Linked DNA regions of Gossypium hirsutum: region 1 is linked to region 2. Evidence: chromatin contacts called from public Hi-C data. All regions are on one chromosome and are shown on one strand. The core of a region is the stretch at or near the end of the contact, and the rest is flanking DNA. Distances in the headings are between cores, read along the strand shown. Region 1 holds the start of LOC107950630. Region 2 holds the start of LOC107949501.

Region 1 (2,700 bases), core at 187-2,686, 550 kb after region 2:
CCTTCTGTTCCCCTGCAATTACAACAACCAGAAAGATTGAATAAACAGAATACTCCTGGATATGAAATTTCTCAAAAGATAAATCGAGAATATATGTCGCAATACCTTGACCCAATATCCACACCGCTGCTCTGCCGCCTCAACGTACCTGTAATATAACTTATGGTTCATGGTCACAGAGATATACACACAAACACTGTACACAATACCATGGAAACCAGAACATTTCCTGCCATACCTTTGGGCTCTTCCTGAGAAAGGAGTGAAAATGAACCAAATAAGCCTGACAATCGCTCGAGTGTCGACTCCGAAGTGGATCTTTTGAAAGACTGCATGAGAGAATCAACGGTTAGGGAAAGCTCTAAAGCAGGGTTGAACTGAACTATTTCGATGTGTCATCCTAAACAAAAAAAAGAGAGAATCTTACAGATTCTTGGCCACTTCCATATTTACTTTGAATCTGTAACAAAAGTAAATCACTTAAATGTCAGATGTTAAAACTTGAAGCTTAATGGTGAAGGAAGAAGAAAATGAGTAACATACTCACTTTTAAGGAAAAATCAGTTACATCCAAGAGCAGCAACTTGGATTCAAAGAAATGGGCTAAAGCTTTGGCAAGCATTTGTTGGTAAAGTTCTACCAAGGAAAAAAAAGAAGAAATAACACAGACACAGTCAGTAGCAGCCTTATAGAGACAGCCCCATGAACACCAAAAAAACATGTCAAGTATAGCCGCCTGTGATTTCGGGCAATCAACCTGCAGGTCCCGATAGTAATATAGCTTGACTAGCAGGAGAAAGGTTCCTTGTGTACTTGGAAACATCAGCATGTTTCAAATGGACATAGGCAGCACTGGTTAGCAATGCTTGAGTTTGTTCACTGCCACATAAAATTAAACATCATTCCAACAATTAAAAAAAATTGTATAAGCAAGTTAAAAATATTCATATAGGTGATTCAAAAATCTCTTGTTTTCCAGCCAATAGAGCTCAAAAAATTGGGAATTTACCTGAGGTAGTAAGGGAACTCATCGAAGGTGACTTGGCTTTCTCTGCCATCAACGATTTGGCGAAGTAATTCTTTCTCTATCCTCTCCAAAGTGATGCCGGTTGATGAATTGGAACCGCTTCTGGTCCATTTGTTCTGACCCGAAGCCAAACCTAGCCCTACCCCTACCCCAACACCCACACCCAACGCCGATAACAGTAAGCCTTTTTGTTCCATTTGCTTTGCCTACAATTTTTTTTAATTTTTTATAATTAAAATGAAAATTGTTTTGATCTGCAACTGTTTTCGTGGCTGATTCAACAACGAAACGAAAGAAGCGGATGCTTTGACAGCGAGGCGTCGCCGGTAAGGGGAAAGAGCAGCGGATGGCGGCGGATGAAGAGCAGTAGAGTCGGTTCCCGCTATTTATGGAGTCTCTATCAGTTCGTTCGTTTTTTGAAGTTTTTAAAGAGGAAATCAACGGGGAGAGATGAATAGATTTAATTTATGCCCCAGTCCTTGTAATCTTAAGAATTTTAAAATATTATCCCTCTATTTATAATTCAAATCAGATACCTCTCACAATAAACTTTCATTAAATTTAAATGTACATCATTCTAATTTAAAATTTAATAAATTTTTATTGAATAATCGTATAAAAATAATCTATTAAATTTTAGTAATTTTATAAATAAATTGAACATATTTTATATATAAGAATATATTTTAACAAATTCATTATTAAATTAGTGGGTGGTGGGTGATACCATTAGCATGGATTATTAGATAGAGTAGTAAAGGATTAAAATCTAAAAATATGAAAGCGGCTAGGTAGTGAGGAATAGTAAGAGGTTAGCATAGGTGGCAGTAATTTGACGGTTTATGAATCGGTTGGACAGTTTGTTTATAATTTGTGGGAATACTTGGCGCAAAACTGCGAAGGGAGTTGTGCATGAAATGAAACGGTCGCCCAAGTGTGGTCAGCTTTGGATCCTGTCCGGTTCCTACACGCGTCCGGTTCTGTCAGTACCCATTTAAAAGCAAGTTCCGCCTTCCGGATCAAGATATTGGGTGGTACCATATTGCTGTCAGCAGATTATCAAATTTCAAGATAACGACAGATAATTTTTCATACCATTTACTAGGTATTTTATCCAATTGTATAGGATTTATAATAAATTATTTCTATTAGTTTTTTAATTAATTTTTAATTAATTTTTTATATTACAGTAAGTCTACTTTTAAGGTTAAAAAAATCAATAATCTAATAAATATGGAATGTTAAAGTAAATTAGATGAAAATTAAGTACAAATTACAACAGGTGCGATTTTTTTTATATTAAACATAAATTAAAACCTTATAAAAATATATCACTTATTTTATAAAAAGGAACAAAAATTCAATAACTATTCATCCCGATCATCGACTCTTTAAATATGGTATATATCATGGGTTGAAATCCAGAATTAAATATTAATAGCATATATATATATGAAATTTTCCTTAAAAAATATTAAATGAGGGCAGCGATGTGATGGAGGTATGGGCGAAGGGGGACAGAATCAAATGGGGGCATTGTATCTGTAACAACCATACTGGGCAACCTAAAAAGGATGTGCTGAATTTGGTGCTTCGAACTTCAAAGCAGCTGCTTTAACTACATTACAATCAAACAGCTGTGAAAGGCACGTGAGAAGTAGACAAGAGCACCA
Region 2 (2,700 bases), core at 110-2,609:
ACAGTAGCAACAGTAGTCCTACACGTTGCAATTGACACTACTTGTCCAGCCTCAACAAGGCCATCTTCCCATGCCTCTATTTCTTGCTTAGAAGATTTCTGCAACCTAGTCTCACCCTCACTACCTTGATGAAAGTCCTTTGTCAAAGGAAACAATTGTAGCTTACCAAAGGAGTCAGCCAAGAGTGAACAATGTATTTCTCCATCATCAACTGAAGAAACAACATCCATAAACTTCAAAGGCCCAATGGACAAATTCCCATGAAAAACGGTTTGTACAATAGTAAGAGTATACGTATCAACAATAACAACAGTACACTTAGGAGGCTTCCTGTTCTGAGATTCTTTATCCATTGAAATCTCACCCCCTTCGGCAGATTCCATCAACTGGTGGTCAGTTAAATGTGCAGCATCAATAAAGCAACAGCCTACACAAGCATATCTTGGATTCCAAGGCAATGTACGAATAATCGATGGGCTGCCCACCCAAGGTGGCAGTTTTCTTCTACGCCTGCAGTGGCCACTACTTCTGCTCCAGACGCACAACATACTGTCAGTACAAGCACTTAGTAAGGCACCCCCATTATCAAAGCTAGAGTTGAAAGCAACATTACTTGAATAGTCCATGCTTTGTTCTCCAGATACTACAATGGGACAGCAAATGGCGAGATCAGCTATTGGTGCAGCATGACCGCACAACATAGCAATTGGTCGAATTTCCTGAATATGATACAAATTTCGACCATCAGTCTAAATTCAACAATCTAAACTATACCCTAGCAAAACCCAGATTTACTACCGAGCAAATGCATATATAATATCAAATTGAAGCTCTCTGGTCATTCAATTGCATAACACAAATATAATAAGCTAATTATTCTTAATAAGAAGAAGAGAACCCGAATCTTTTAGTTATATTGTTTTCCTAAATTGAATCGAGTAAAGTTAGTTGGTTACCGAGTGGGAATCTGAATTGGAGAGGTTCCACCAGAGGATGGAGCCATCGGATCCGCCAGTGTAGAGAGTCGGAGGGTGGTTGAGAGCGGCTGTGGCTGTGACACGATGGACCGGAGGCGTGCCTGACCATATACACGCCATGGATCGGCACTTCATGGCCTATGTAGTAGCTCTGCCTTCAAATGTGTTGAAGGCTGCGTTTTTATTACAAATTCGATGCGCAAGTGTCTATATTTTGGACCCAGATACCACTATATACATTTTTGCTTATTTCTTTGTTCTGGGCATGAATCTTTTCGAATGAACTTTTTACTGGTACCACTACCACTCTCTCTCTATTCATCAGCACTTCATAATTTTGCCAGAGTTTTGAGAATCTTCTACTTAGTTAATTAGCAAAATGAACAGAAAAAGGTTGATCTAATTATATATTTTTCAGGATTTCTTTTTTAAGTTTTACCAGGACAGGACCGGTCCAATTAAAGTTGAACCAATAAACCGATATAAACCAACAATTGAATAGGACCTTTTTAATTATTTTTATTTTATGTAATTTTTAATAATTTATTTAAACAAAGTTCCAAATACAACCCACATAACATCGAAAGTAAGAGCCAATTGTAAATCTTGGTTCCCTATTTTATCCAAGCTATTAGTATTTAAGATTTACGATGTTATCAAACTCTCATAAATTTTGCCTTTGTGAAAGCGCATCGCATTGTATCATGGATGGTTCTGATTTTAAAGCCGCTGAAGTGCCTGAAACTACTTCAGGCTTTTGTTCATAGGTTACCAAAATCTCAATGTTAAAGCATAAAACGGCCGAGAGCCATAGCCACCAAGTTCATAATTTTTTTTCTTTCCATTTGACTTGGAAGGGTACTACCCCAACCACAACAGAAGCTGAAAACAGTTACGATACGAAATGATATTTCGTTACCTACAAGAATTAAAAATCAACATACTGGAATTAGAATCCGGTTTTACATATGATAAGAAAAACCAAGCTCCGGCTGGTAACCGAGCTCCATAGCTCTTCTCCTATGTCATTCCAGCAACTTTACCTTCCAATTTCCTTTTGCATCCAACAATAGTCCAGCCAGCCATCACAGTTTCATTCAACAAAACACCATCATTAAGTAGAGACAAGAACGACCCTATTGGTCTATTGGTCATCCAACATTGAACTTTACGGTCTTACTCAGCGCTTCCCACCCTGAAAGAAGATAAAAAAAGGGCACAAATTGGTTTAGTGCCAGAAAAATAAAACGAAACAATCTGATAAAAACAGCTGAAAATGGACAATCTAACTAAAGCTGCACTCCCATCACTAAGTAAAAAAGAAGTGAAACCAGGGAAGGGGCTGTTCAGAAAGGCGCTGAGTCGTTGACAAAGCAGCAATCAATGTCAAAGGAAATTTTGATAGTAAACGGTTGAACCTCTCTCTCTCTCTGTGGCATATTTCTACATGGGTCCTATGTCCATTTGGTAATAACTGATCCATTGACCAGAAACAGTAGGACGCAGTTATACATATATCTGGTGACTCAAGCTTTATACCTGATTATCGATAAATATTATAGGACGGAATTGCTTACCTTTATACATATATTCCTTGGTGATTCAATTTATCAATTCATGATGACTAATAGTTTCCTACCTTGTGAGGTGGGGTTCCTGGTCTGAATGTGTTGTTGCCAAATCCACCCTTTCCTTTCTTCTCTAAAGATTTAAGAATCTGAAA

What was found. Hi-C and Micro-C count contacts between places; a contact is called where the count stands out from the background.
Region 1: a contact with region 2 is called in a Hi-C map of leaf, with 2.4 times the contacts expected there. The contact joins the promoter of LOC107950630 here to the promoter of LOC107949501 in region 2. A contact is called at or near these places in 13 of 34 Hi-C or Micro-C datasets (anther, callus, hypocotyl and 2 more).

What each region holds. Positions count from the first base shown.
Region 1 is chrD03:32,312,352-32,315,051 of Gossypium_hirsutum_v2.1, forward strand. It overlaps LOC107950630, which reads right to left and starts at 1,437. Exons shown (of 16, transcript XM_016885512.2): 1 at 1,010-1,437; 2 at 758-879; 3 at 548-636; 4 at 428-460; 5 at 239-329; 6 at 106-148; 7 at 1-12. The coding sequence starts at 1,224.
Region 2 is chrD03:31,767,225-31,769,924 of Gossypium_hirsutum_v2.1, forward strand. LOC107949501 reads right to left here and starts at 1,360. Exons shown (of 9, transcript XM_016884162.2): 1 at 957-1,360; 2 at 1-719. The coding sequence starts at 1,112. LOC107949500 (serine/threonine-protein phosphatase PP1) reads right to left here. Exons shown (of 4, transcript XM_016884161.2): 3 at 2,617-2,700; 4 at 1,800-2,172. The coding sequence ends at 2,158.